Linked DNA regions of Mus musculus: region 2 is linked to region 1. A link is a contact called in public Hi-C data. All regions are on one chromosome and are shown on one strand. Each heading gives the region's core, a stretch centred on a gene start, on an enhancer-like site or on the middle of the called end of the contact. The rest is flanking DNA. Distances are from core to core; before and after follow the strand shown.

Region 1 (7,325 bases), core at 1,864-4,363:
CAACATTTAAAAAAAAAAAAAGCTTCTTAATTCACCTTAACAGAAAATATAACCCCTTTAGGGGGGAGTCATTACAATGCCAAAGGACAGACACAGAAATCAACTTCCTTTCAGCATACTGGCCCTGATGCTGGGTGACACACCCCACTCACTGTAGGGTTCGTCTGTGACAACCAGAGTCACGAGTCAAATGAGATGAAACTAAACTTCTGAAGCCTGACCATTTCCTTCACAGCTTTTTCAAAGGCCAGGGTTTTTCTTTCTTTCTTTCCAGGGCCCCCAACAGGGTAATAGTGAGGCCCCACTGATTTAGCTGAAGGTAGTAGCTTACCTTCTGGAGACCAACATTCGCCTGCAGCAGGCTGTCCACAGTAGATCTTGGAAGGGACAAATTGTGCTGCAGGAATCCAGAGAATGTTTCATTGTCCACCAGAAAATCCTGGAGCTTCAAATCTATTGGAAAATTGTGTTTGTTTACAGTTAATAACTCAAAAAAAAAAAAAAAGACTCAACCGCTATGGGGAAGGTGGAGAATAGAATATTGATTGCTTCATTTTAAACGGATGGGTGACCACAGGCTTCTGGCTTACATACACCGAGAAGTGAGTTTCAGGAGCTCCGTCTCGCTGGCAGAGACATGAAAAGATTGCTTTCTGATGACATGTTGAGCCACACTCAGTGTGGGCTCCCACAGTCCAACAGCACAGTGGTGTTGTTACACACATGGTCTTTCCTTGTTGCCAATTGAAAAACCAACCCTTTTAAATGATCTCATCCATCCTACCTGAGGTTTGTGACATGAGCCCTGCTGCTCCTGACTCCTCAGTGCCGCCTCACGTAGCTAGCACTGAAAATACTGAGTGCCTTATTTCCACAAGCCACAGGGGCTAATCTCCCAGATCAGCAGGCAATGGCTCGCTAACATTTCTGTGAACCAGAATCGCTTGATGGGTTGCCTCAGCTAGCCGGCTGGACAGCAGTCTCAGAGCATCTGCTTCTGCCAGCTCTGGCTGCAGCAGCTGCATGTCTAACAAGCTCCCAGGTGGTGCTGATGTTGCCTGCCTGGGACCACACTTCCAAGAATCACAGGGGAGTCCTGTGAGCATATCGAGGTGTTTAAATAGACATGGTCTCTTCTTGGTTTCAGAACAAAACCTGGGATTTCAGAACTATAAAGTCCAGTTCCTCCAAACACTGAGAAAAATATGTAAACGTATGTTTGAAATCCCACCCTTTGCTTTACTAAATGCAGTGACTGCTAAAGGCTTTCATTCCGACTCCCATTAAACAATAAGCTCTCCAAGTACCAACTCCCATTAAACAATAAGCTCTCCGAGTACATCGAAAAAAGGCTTCACTCCAGTGGCATGAAATAGAAAAGAGCACTGGCCAAGAATTCAGAACGTCAGTCTCTGGCTGGAGGCTAGGTATGATAGTACCACTTGAATTTCATTTCTTTAGCACCTTTCTGAGCCTTGGGCCCCATCATCTGTAAAGCAAGAGGATTCTGAGCAGATGCTGAGTGGTGCCTGCCTGAAACACCAACCATTTTCCTGCCTTATTTTATTGACTATTTCATCTTTCTTCTTCCTTACCCCTTTAAACTTCTAATAACCCGAATTCTTTTTTGAAATTAAAACAAACCAACACCACCACCCCCCCAAAACAAAAACAAAACCAAGCTCATCTGGGACCAAGTGGCTGACCACTAGAGGGCAAACTTTACAAACTCAAATCAATTACCCGAAGAGGGGTTCCATCTGAAAACAAGACTGCAGTGTGCACTGATGAAACCGTTTCTCTTGGGATCTAAAAGGGTCTCCCTTCGTAGAGACAAACAGTCCAAGCAGATTCTTAATAGATACAAATGACCCAGGCATCTTCAGCATGGAGCAAACTTCAGTAATTTTGAACGGAGCTGATAAAACAGTGATTCTCCTCAACTCATCTATAGTTTTATCCTAGGGTTCCTCATACTATGCCACAGCTGATCTGAGGCCTGTCAATGTCCCTCCTTGAAATCAGCACTCAGCCATCTGTCATCTGCCTGGTGTTTCCATCGTACAAGACCCCACACTGCTACCACTGAACTCAATTCTTTGAGTTGCCATACCCACAGAACACCTAAGATTCACTTAAGAGGCACACAAAAACTAGTTTCTGGGTGTCTATTCCTTCAGATTACAACCAGGGGTTCTAAGGTAGACCACCCACAAATCTCCATTTTAATAAGCAGCCTCCACATTTCCAATACAGCGGGTCTGGAAGCCATATATTATGAAATGTTATTTTACTTAAGTATAGCCTGCATTCAACTCTAACTTATAAAAATGCAGAATAGGTCTTTTATCTTAGTGTTCCAAATACCTGGAACAAAGCCTGGTACAAAATTACTGCTCCAGCAATGACACCTGACTGAATGCTAGATGAGGTGACCAGAAAGACTTCAGAAGGATCTTTGAGATTAGTGGGTCCAGGAAGAGACCAAGGAGGGCAAGAGCATCAAATCTCTAGGCTATAGCCCAGGAGGAAATAAGAACCCTGACCACAAGTGTCTTTTCAAAGACAACAACATCTAGAACATCCCAGCATCCCCATGGTGGGGGGTAAGGAGAAGGAAGGAAGACAGGCAGAGAGGCTTCAGCCAAAGCTTGAGGTGAAAAGGCAGGCATGCTTATAAATTAGTTATGTATGTGTGTATGTATACACACACACACAAACACACAATACTTAAGTTTGTGTATGTACATAAATCTCAAAAGAAGAGGTGGAGAATAGATCATTCAATAGAGCACTTTTTTCAATATGAGCAATGCTCTACACACACACACACACACACACACACACACCTCATACTGGGAAACCAAATTCTGGGCTCTGTATCCATGTATTTCTAAGTTTATTTGACCTACTTAAACTTCCATGGCCTTACCTATAAAAATGAGGATCAAAAGAGAGCTCTGTGAACCTTGATAGAACAGAATAAATCTATGACCTAACACTCAGATCAGCCAGTTGAACACAAATTCCTCCTGAGCAAAGCCACAGCAGTACACAGCATCCTACGTAGGAACTTCAGAACAGCTCCTTCCTTCAGGGCAGCAGAAGTGTGGGAGGTTTGACCCAGACTGCACTCTGAAAGGACCTAGGTCACCCAGCAACACTCTGGAGACCAGCAAATGTACTTAGCATGTTTATATGATGCTTCCGTTATGTCAACAGACGCTGCAGATAAACAGCTGGATGTGATCAAACACCAACTGCCTATCCTCTGGATGAGACACAGAAACCAAAGAAGCTGGTTAAACAGCCAACAGCCCTTGGCAGTGCATGAACATAATGTGGCAGATGCTGGGTGGGGATGATGCAGGAAGGCCATAGAGCCTTGGCTACAAACAACTTGCAGTCTGGTCACGTGGATATGCACACATTATCTGCTGCTGTCCTATCACCGCTGACAGCTGCAGTACATACACACACAGGAAGACAAAGGTGTGTGGTATGATGGCTCTTAACCTTGGAGGCTGCTAGGCCCACTTGGGAATTTTAAAAAATCCCAAAGCCCAGGCCACACCCCCCAGCACAATGAACCAGAACTGTGAAGGACAAGAATTGGGTCTTGAGAATTAAAAAAAGAAAAAAAAATCTAACCAAGTTTGATGTGGTGGTGCATATCTGTAATGTCAGTAGTCAGGAGGCAGAGGCAGTAAACTGCAAATTAGAGGCCAGCCTGGGCTACGGAGTAAGTTCCACACCCGTGCTTACACAGGAAGTCCAAGCCTCAAAACAAAACTATGCAGGCAAAAAGAAGTTTAGGACCATAAAGCCCAAAATGTAATGCTGTTTCTTGCTATAAATTAGCTGTGTGGCCATAAGATGCCACTATACCTTAAAGTCCTGGGGATAAGAGACGTATTCATACACTTGAGCAATTAGCAACTGGCTAGGGACAAATGTTTATTAAATGGTAATATATTAATTGTCACTAAAATGGCAGTCTTACTGCACTATAGAGCAATGTGCAGGAAAAAATAAGAACACAGATCTTCCCTCTAGGGATTTTCTTGGTTATCACAGATTTGAGGTATAGGAGAGGAAAGGGGGGAAAGAAAAAAGAAGTGATATGAAGACAGACCACAATGGCTTTGTCCTTGCTGGTTTCTGTCTTCTGTATGCAGCTAGCTGTGTAGGAGAGTGCAAAGAATGAACCAAGCCAGATGACTGATACAGCTAGTAATCTTGGGTGAAGCCACTGGATGGATGGATGGATGGATGGATGGATGGATGGATGGATGGATAGATGGATGGATAGCTGGCTGGCTGGACAGATGGCTGGGTAGGTGGATGGATGGATGGATGGATGGCTAGATGGATGAATGATGGATGGATGGATGGATGGGTAGATGGATGGATGGGTGGATGGATGGATGGATGGGTAGATAGATGGGTGGGTGGGTGGATGGATGGATGGATGGATGCACAGATGGATGATGGATAGATGAATACAAATGCATGAATGTAAAATGAGCTGATATGACCTGAGAAATGACCAATTTTGAAGAGGTAAATTCATCTGGCAGTAGGAAGGGGACAGACCAATCAGGACACGAATGTGAAGCAGACTGGGTCAAGATGGCTACGGTATCCCTAAGCCGCCTACTTGGTTTCATGCCCCAAGTGACAAGCCGCATCAGGTAAACAACAGCTGGAAGCACAGCAGGAATAAAGCAGAGGGAAGCTGAGTTAATGAGATGATGACACAGAGCTTGATGCAGTGGTCCACACTTGTAACCCCAGCTATTCGGGAGGCTGAAACAGGAGGATCACAAAGTCAAGGTCTCCTTGGTCCACAATATGAGTTCCAGGCAACGTAGTGAGAGAAAGGCTGTGGGTATGTCTCAGTGGTTTGTGAACTTACCCAGCAGGCATGAAGTTCTGAGTTCCATTCCCAGTACCAGAAAGAAAAAGTAAATAAGTAAGAAAACAAACCCAAAGGAAATGACAAGAGCATCCACCTTTCTGGACCTACTGTGAGCCTTACATGAGAAAGGTACATGCCAGCCATGGGAATTCCCGTGCCGAGTTACATGCTCCATACAGATCTTCTAATCTGATCATGTCCAAGGACAGCTTCTCTCATCAGCTGAGCTGCTGTGTTCAAAATAGATAGTAAGAGAGAGGTGACTTTGACAAGAACACTGAGATGCCAAACTCGTGGCCCCATAAGATGTGTCTGAGTGTGCACATGTGTGGGCACATATATTTATGAATGTATTATAGATTTGTCTGAGTGAGATAAAACTATTTTGCTTTTATTTTTCTACCTGCTACAAGGTAAAGGAAAGGTCAAAGCTCACTCAAGTGCCTATTCAGAACTTCATGAAAAAAATTAATAAAAGCCAGGCCTAGTAGCACAGGCCTGTTATATCCCAGCTATCTGGGGCTCTGAGGCAGGAGGATTACAGTACAAAGCCAGCTTCAGCAACTCAACAACTCATCTCACCAAAATATGTGGGTGGGGAGACAGGTAGGGATATAGGTCAAGGGTAGAGTGTTTTTCTAACATGTAGAAGCCCCAGGTTCAATCCCCAGTACTGCAAAAAAGAAAGAGAGAGAGGAGAAAGGAATATGGAGACACAGGGAAAAATAAAAATAAATAAACCTAAAATTTTATAGAGCATCAATGAAAGGATCATATCTTCTGGAAACTGTGAGACTAGACACAAGTAGATGACCAGTAACAGACAAGTTATTCTAGGTAAGACAAAGAACGCTTCGTGGGAAAGACAGTCACTCAGTTAACCCTAACCAAATGAATTGACGGGGACCTGGTTTTTATTATCTGTGGAATGTGTGGTTGGGGAAAAAGTTCTCTGAAAAACTCTTTTCCATGTTTCTGAGAGGAACACAGATCCAATTGATCCAGCACCAGAGACTCTTATCAGAGAGGCTGAACTCAAACACTTCCTGCCTGTGTGACCATGAACCTCACTTGGCCCCTTTCTTTGTTCTCTCTTAACCTCAGTTTCTTAGACATCAAATGGAGTTGGGGCCAACAAGAAGGTTTAGCAAGAACAGTACCTGCCACCAAGCCTGGCACCCCAATCTCAGTCCATGAGACACACGTGGGATGACTTCCACAAGCTGTCCTGTCCCTTCACACCCAGCCCACCTCACACACATACAAAATAAAGTGTAATAATGTTTTTAAAAGAATATGGAAATAGTAACATTCATAAGTTGATGTAGAATGCAATGATTAAGAGTATGAACAAGAGACTGGAGCTAGGAAGATGGCTCACTCAATAAAACACCTACTGGGCAAGCGCAAGGAACTGAGTATTCACCCCCAACATCAAGGTCAAAAGTCATGAACCATCCATGCCCTCAGTGCTGGGGAGATGGACAAAGGCTCAAGGCTTGCTGGCCAGTTGGTGTATCCAAATCAGTGAGCTCCTTGTTCAGTGAGAGATCCTAAATTCAATACTGATGTCTGCCCTCTAAAACGAGTACACACAATACACACACACAGACACATACACACACACACACACACACACACACACCACTCACTCACTGAAGACCCAGAGCTGGTTAGTTGGGAGTGTTTACATGAGAAGGTGTGGTCCCAGTTAGAATGTGAACATCAGGGAAGCCAGAAAGCTGTAGTCAACAAAGGGCCAAAGGAGTTCTCTCATTGCTGGACGAAAGTATCTGATCTGCGGAGCCCAGCTTCCTGATTGGCCGGAGAGGCAGCCAGCCGCCTGCCATGTCCCTGGAGCTTTGGGCACAGTGAAGCAGGGCAAAGGGGAGGAGAGAGGGAAAACAAAATAAAAGGCTGGTGTCTAAAAAGAGCAAACAGATGAGATGCATCTGTGGGCTGGGACAGAGTGAGACACAATCCTGGGTTTCTTGCTATTCATCTGGGTCAAGTCACTACAGCCAAGCTAAGGAAACAGCACAGGCAGATAGAAGTTAGAGAGAAGCCTAACTCTGGGGGGGGGGGGGGGGGGGGTCTTCCTGGTCATGGAAGCGTTCGCTCTCCCACCTGCCTGCTGGAACCCAGGAGCAGAGGAGGAGGAAGAGGAGGAGGAAGGAGGAGGGCGAGGGAAACAACAGAGGAAGGCAGAGGAGGAAAACCCTGGCAGCAGCCACTGGGGTTACTCTCGGTCAGTGCCCTCTCTAAGCCCCAGCTTAAGTTTCAAGTTCTCTGCAGTCTTGTGCTCTATACAAAAGGAACCACAGCCATCAACAGCTTGAGACGTGGGTGGAGGAGAGAAATGGGGAAAAGGAGAAGCAGAGAAAGAAGCCTTGCCAGCAGCCCC
Region 2 (7,325 bases), core at 2,959-5,458, 200 kb after region 1:
GTGGGCAATAATATTCTATGAGTTGGGGTCCCCAGCTGAATAAAAAAAAAAAAAGGAAAGAAAAAACAAACTGAGTATTAACATTCATTGCTCTCTGCTTCCTATCCCCTACTTTTCTGCCATACCTTCCCCTGTATTCCCAAGAACTATCAGCCAGAATAAAGCCTTCCTTAAGCTGCATTTTGTCAGACATTTAGCCACAGGACCAAGACAAGCAACTAATACAATGTGTCCCCTTCAGTGTCATGCATCTCACCAATCTCTCTCTTCCTATAGACCATGAATCCCTCAAGGACCAAGATGGAGCACAGAGGCTAGCTCATAGGAGGCACTCAGTATGTTTTTACTGTTTGATAGATGAACAAAGACAACAAAGATATTTTTATTGGTATTTCATAAATCTACTCATTTGTGATAAGCAAATGGTGAAGTGGGGCTCTGGGACACACTACAAACCTACAGGCCTACATGCAAGCTGGAGAAAGAAACTGTTCAGAGCTTTGTGGAAGTCAGTCTCATGAAGACATAGCAAGGGGTGGTTGCTCACTGTCTCGTGGCCAGAAAAATTTTCCTAAAATAGCCAGAATCTACACTGTTTCAAAAGCATCAGGAAAGCACCCAAACTCTTGGGAATCACATGCCCAGCCTTTTGCATCAAAGCCAACAGGAGTTGACCCAGGATCGGGACACTGTAAACTACTCCCCCAAATAGGCACAAAGTTTCAATCATGTTTAGTGGGAAACCATGTTTCAGCCAGTTTTTTAAAGAGAAAAATTATACCTCCTGTGCTAAATTGTGGCCATCTGAGAAGCCAAACTGAACCACACACATTTATATTCGGGGACTTTTTTCCCACTATGTGAGGAGTTGAAAAGTTCAGAGAAAGCAGATTTATGGCTCTCCCTAATTATCACGAGGAGCTGGGGAAAGTTGCTTTATCTTTCTGGGCATTCATTTCATCCACTGAAGAATGAGAGCATTATAAAGAGAGGTTTGCAGAGTCTCTTGGGAGTCTCAGCAAAGCCACAGGAAAGCAGCAACACAGTGGTGTCATTTGGAATAAGCAGAATTGGTGTCTGCTGATACAACATGTTTTCAGAGTCAAGAAGGAAGAGCCTAGCTCCAAAAATATCCCTGCCATTCTAGCCAATGGCCAAATCCCACAAGTTAAGTGTAGGGAGCTAAAGAGGACATAGATACTCTAGAATCAGCCATGTCTGGCCCCTGTCCTCAGCCTATGGCTGGCTCTGTGTTTTCTCATCTGCACAACTATCATGTACAGACTACTAGTTGCATCAGTGACCACCCAAGAGCAGCAGAGGTCTGACAGTGTGTGTTCTTCACACCCTCTGGGTGTAGGATTAGACAGCATAGAGTTCAGTTGTCTGTGCTCCAACAAAGGACAGGATGAGAAGTGCCGGCTGCCTTCTGAAGTTTCCAGGATATACGGACTTACTCTGGCCTCATTCACTGTCCAGCCTCACTGAGAAAGGAAATCCTTTTAGGTCCAAGCAGAACTATAATTATACTTAAATTACCTTCAAATAATGACCAGTTCACTGTAATATTATTTTAACCGTGGCTTGAGAGTTTTCTGAACCTGCCCTTTCCATATTCTCCTGCCAACACCGCCACTGAATGAGACTTAATGTCTATAAAGTATTTTAAGAAGCGATTTGTACTGCTTATTTTTCTTTTGGTCAACAAATGACACAGAAATCCCCTTAAATACTATTTAGCACCTGAGACACTACTGCCTAATTTAGAGTTGAAGAGGAGCCCATACAAACAAAATGTCTAACCTGCCCCAAAGCATCTTGGGAAACGTGCCAGCTGGAAAGAAAAAAAGAAGAAGGAAAAAAAAAAAAAAAAAGAGGACACATGCCACATCACTTTTGTCCAAGTGGCTTTGGACAGGGCAAAATGAGATTTTTTTCCTACAGCTTATCTGACATGGCATCTCCAAGACTGAGGACTGACAGTAAGTAGAAGTCACTAGAATTCATACTCCGCCTGGCAGTATTCCACTGTGCACACTGCCTCCCAATTGCACACACTGACGTCCCACTGTGCACACTGCCTTCCCACTGTGTGAACTGCCTTCCCCACTTCCAGATGGTTCAGAGCTTTTCAACCACACTCACTATGACTCTTAAAGAGTCATCATACCCATTCCAATCTGTGCTTATTTATTTACTTATATAATATACATGTTCAAAATGTTAAAACTCACAAGGAAACATTTAAACAGCAAGAAAATATTTTTATGTTATTAATTCTAGAGCAATAAAATCCTGTAAGCTAGGTGTTTAGATATCTTCTGTTACCATTTTTAACATATTATATTATCTTGGTTTAATGGGAAGAAAAGAAGTGATGGCAAAGGAGGGTAGGAGGTGAGTGGGATACACCTGCCATGAAAGCAAGGGCAGAGTCATTGGGAGCGGTGGGGTGGTGTGGACAAGGAATAGGATGGAGAAACATGAAGGGCAGTGGACAACAGGATGAATTAGAGCAAAGCACAGTGACATTTATCTACTAAAATGTCATAATGAAAATGTACTCTAACAAAAATAACTTAAAGACAAGAAAGGAAAATGAAGACTATTAGTTTGTCTGCATCACAGCCATTTGAAGGTCTGTTCATGTACAAGCCTAGTGGTCACCATGGCGGAGAAGGAGCCCACCCAGAGATTTTAATAAAACCAAATAAATGTCTGCCTTGGCTGAGTTTACTCAAGAGTGATATACCTTGAAACAGTTTATCCTTCATTTACATAGAGGACTTGTTGAAGCTGAAATAATAAATTTTCATCATTTTAATGCAAAAAATTATTTTTGCAAATAAATTACAAGGGAATTCATATTTATACTTACTCATAGGCAGATTTAAACAAAAGCCACTAAAATCCCTCAGGGTTAACTAACAGATTAGAAAAGTCTTTTCCTAAGTGTATTGGGTACGCAGATAACACAACCAATCCCACAGTTAAGCAGCTCAGCAGTACACGATTGTTCTGCCACCTTGAAGATGCCACTGTGCTTCTTTTAAACAACATCTTTCTTACAAAATATGACTTTGATCTTGAGGAAATAACGGTTTAATCTATGCCCTTTTCTTGGAGTTATCTGCTAAGTGGCCAACTCCACAATGACTTGTCATTATGCTCAAAATAATACATCTCAAAATTGTCTCTGATTTTAATAATCTTTTCAAAAGATTTAACACAGGTAAACTGAGCCTTTGTGTCCACTGTGGCTCCTGTCTAAAGAGTCATAATAATAAATCAGGTGTCTGCAAACTGTGGTCATTGTGTCTGACCTATTCTACCCTGGTACTATAAAGTTTTACTGCAACACAACCACATTCATTTACGTAGCTATGGTAACTATTGTACTGAAAAGAGGAGAGATAGTACCCTGGCCACACATGGGGTGGATAATCTAGGTCCAGCAAGGTGTTTGCAGTACAGGAACCTCTGATATGAGCAAAATCAATTTAGAGCCATTGTTGGAAGTTGAAGCAGAGACTTAAGAAACATCTCTCCCCTCTCCCTCTCCCTCTCCCTCTCCCTCTCCCTCTCCCTCTCTTGTATTTTGTTTTGTTTTGGTTTGTTTGTTTTTGTTGTTCTCTTTAGGGATCGTCAGCTAAGACTACAAAAGCAGGGCTCCCAAGGGAAGTGGCAGCTGACAGCACCACATATAAAGGAGGGAACACAAGCAGAGCTGGCAAGGAACACTGGAGAAAGAGCATCCTGCTTATCAGGTTTGAAACCTGCTCTTGAAGCCTGGCTCCCCCTTCAGTGCTGAGTGCTATCCCATCCTTACCATGTGATCCAGTGAGCAACCTGTCTCCATTGGGGCTTCTTTAAATTGAGTTCCCACCACTAAGGAGTCCTGACTCATATACACCCATAACTGTGATGGACTTGTGAGTTTACGTCTCTGTTGTTTCTTTTACACTATAATATATGCCAAAGGTAAAAATTCAAACAGTACATAGAGACATCTAGTTATAAAATACATCTCTCTCCCGCCACCCACAGAATCCGTTCACTGAGAAAAAAAATGAGTGTTCATGATTTCTTTTGTATGCTTCCAAGGTTTTTCTTGACTTGAGTTTATGACACTCTAAAGAGATAAGGAGAGAATGGAGCTGCTAAGATACATTCTTCCCAGACCTAACTCAGCAAAGCAGGGATGAGTCAGGATGACACACATTCTTCCCCTTTTGCTTTACACCAAGCCTAAAGATGCCTTTGTACAAACGCCTTACTGTGGGGCTCTACAGTTTATATATGTCAAAGTAAAATCTCAGTAGGGAAGCACCAGATATTGGGTTTTATCATCGTGTAGGGTTTTTACAGTCTACTTTGAAACATCCGGCATCTTGATACAATTACCCAAACCACTTAAAACTTCACAGAAATTTGGTTTATTTTCCTAAGGCCTATAAACATAATGTGGTTTATTTTTAACTTCATATCTCTGGTGTCTGGCTTGAGATTTCACTTCTGCAAGAAAAAAAAAAAAAAGTCAGAGAACAGACAATTTATTTATTCTGTGTGTCTGGTTTCATTTTTTCCCCCTTTAGGTTTGAGGAGGAAAGGAAGTTATTAGAAGGCTACATTTAAATAACACAAGTGAGTTAAAGATGGTTTGGAAGTAACTGTACAATGTGTAAGTGCCTGGCCAAAACTAGATGCTGCATACAACAAAGGTAATACATGCTACTGAGCCATGTTGCCATCATAATGATAAGAATAACAACAATAGTAGTGATAATATTTAAAAGGAAATATATAGTGATAATATTTAAAAGGAAAGCTCTGTCTTTGCAAAACAAATCTAAGTTAAACAATTATTTTCAAGTCATCATCCCTATTAATAACAAGGGTCAATCTTTGTTTAAAAACCTACTTGAGGGAAATCTTGAGCCAAAAACTTTTCAACAAATGGTAAAAATAACAAGTAAATGGTTACAGTATGTTAGAGGATGACTGACAGGTCCTGTGAGGCATGTGGGAGGATAAGGCGAGAAGGATTAGAAGAAGCAATAAGGCAGGGAGGAGAATCCTTTTGCCAAGATACAGATGAAGGCGAAGAAGGAAGTTCTCACCCACCCCAAAGCCAAAGCAAAGGCCTTGAAAGCTAAGAAGACAGAGCTGGAAGGCGTCCACAGCTACAAGAAAACAAAACACCCACCTTCTAGTGACCCTAACCCTGAAGCTCCAGAGGCAGCACAAATAATGCTGACAGGAACACACCCGGGAGAAGACACTTGACCACTATGCGGTTATCAAAACACCCAGATCACTGATCAGCCATGCAGAGAAGGGAAGACAGCAAGCTTGTGTTCTTTGTGGATGTCAAGGCCAACAACAACCTGACCAGACAGGCTGTTGAAACCCTATGGCACTGATGTGACCAAAGTCAATATTCTGATAAGGCCTGACAGAGAGAAGATGATGTATGTTTGCTTGGCTCCTGATTGTTGTGCAGTAGATGTTGCCAAGAAAATTGGGATCATCTATACTGAGTCCAGCTGTATAATTCTAAATATATACTTTTTTTCACCATAATACAGTAAGATGACAGTTCTGTGAGTGGAGATATAGCTCAGTGGTCGGGCTCTTGTTCAGAATACAAGGGTCCAGTTTCCCTTCCTGCCATTGTCAAACAATTAGGCAGTCTTGGTTGACTTCATTGAGAAAATTGTACTGAGTAAACTATTAGAAGGATCAAAAAGAGTGAAACCAATGATTGATTCCTGGGAAAGAGATCTAGAAAGAAGTGAGTACAGCAGGTGTGAAGACCGTGAAACAAAGATGTCTAACACGGACAAGGAAGAGCAAAGTCGCATGGCTATTAAAGGTAATTAAAGGGAACATGGTACAGAAGGAGGAGACCAGGGGGTTAAGTGAGGGCCAGAAGCCACTGTCTGTTACTCTGAGTAAACTTGGGAGCCCTAGTGGACTTAGTGGACTTTAGAAGCTACAGCCAAAGAGGAAGACGATGTTGAAAATAAATTAGAAGACATGAAGGGAGGGGAGGAGATGCCGATTCAGCAGACTGTCAGGCTGGGACCCAAGAGAAAAGCAATGTAGGCATGCCCGCGGAACTAACAACAGAAGCGGTAGAAAACTGTGGGGTTCTCAGTCTACCTTGAATATGGTGTTCTCAGAGTGCCTGAGAGGTTGGATCTGAGGTATGAACACATTCAGAGTCTGAGGCTTGAACACTGAAAAACCTAGTGTCCATTGCAGTGAAGATGGCTTTGAGCACAGCACATTGGAGTTCTGGAGAGGCAGGAGAGGAGACTGCAGCAAAAGTTGCAGCTTAGAGAAAGTAACCAAGGAGCTGAAGGGGTCTGCAACCCTATAGGTGGAACAACAGTATGAACTAACCAGTAACCCCATAGCTCGTATCTCTAGCTGCATATGTAGCAGAAGATGGCGTAGTCGGCCATCACTGGAAAGAGAGGCCCCTTGGTATTGCAAACTTTATATGCCCCAGTACAGGGGAATGCCAGGGCCAAGAAGTGGGAGTGGGTGGGTAGCGGAGGGTGGGGGGAAGGTATAGGGAACTTTCGGGATAGCATTTGAAATGTATGTAAAGAAAATATCTAATAATAAATAAATAAATAAATAAATAAATAAATAAATAAATAAATAAAAGTTGCAGCTTAAGACTGGGACAAGAAGATTCGAAGTGTCTACTACAAAACAAAGTGAGTATGTCTACTAAGCATACAGCTACAGAGTCACTAGTGGACGGACTGAGCATAGTGTGGAGGGGGCAGCAAAGGGGCTTCTTATCCCAGGCAGAACAGTCAGACGGTGTGAGCTTTCCCTACACCACTCAAAACAGTGTACAATTTAAGTTTCTGAGTTCTCTATTTCCAAGTCTCTTTCTCTTCTCTCTCTTCTCTTCTCTTCTCTTCTCTTCTCTTCTCTTCTCTTCTCTTCTCTTCTCTTCTCTTCTTTTCCTAGATCATTCTCATTTAGTAGTTTTAAGCTCTGGCTGACTTAGTGATCTGAATTCACACAGAATCTTAAACCAAAAAAACAAACGACAAAAAAAAATGTTTTCACTTGTTCTCTGACAGGTGTCTCCATATACTTTTACTTGAAACCTATTGCTAATTTAAAGAGATAAAAATTAATTATCATAAAAGAAGGAAATATGGGTATATTGAGCCTTTGGGACTACTGGGAGGTATCTATCTGAGCTATCCCTCCCATCAGCCTCATTACTGGAAATAATAATTATAGATATTCACCAAACACAATATTTCCTTCTTCCCTAAAGAACTAGGCATTCT

The links. A called contact is a pair of places that touch in the nucleus more often than the background predicts.
Region 2: a Hi-C map of uterus shows a contact between it and region 1, with 4 times the contacts expected there. The contact joins two enhancer-like sites. A contact is called at or near these places in 11 of 484 Hi-C or Micro-C datasets (the 3T3-L1 cell line, the C2C12 cell line, bone marrow-derived DN2 thymocytes and 5 more) and 1 of 115 datasets of contacts at active chromatin or transcription factors (hepatocytes).

What each region holds. Positions count from the first base shown.
Region 1 is chr4:53,108,833-53,116,157 of GRCm38.p6, forward strand. Abca1 (ATP-binding cassette, sub-family A (ABC1), member 1) reads right to left here. Exons shown (of 50, transcript NM_013454.3): 6 at 332-453. Among named protein-coding and RNA genes, the nearest start is that of Abca1, 47 kb to the right of the region's middle. Within about 2 kb of position 3,114, at least 26 of the 459 cell types and tissues checked have an H3K27ac peak or open chromatin away from gene starts, as enhancers often do. A contact at or near this core is called in bone marrow-derived macrophages and uterus, where this site is marked.
Region 2 is chr4:53,303,138-53,310,462 of GRCm38.p6, forward strand. It overlaps Gm52737 (a long non-coding RNA gene), which reads right to left. Exons shown (of 3, transcript XR_003955410.1): 3 at 4,441-4,515. Among named protein-coding and RNA genes, the nearest start is that of Gm52737, 21 kb to the right of the region's middle. Within about 2 kb of position 4,209, at least 26 of the 459 cell types and tissues checked have an H3K27ac peak or open chromatin away from gene starts, as enhancers often do. A contact at or near this core is called in bone marrow-derived macrophages and uterus, where this site is marked.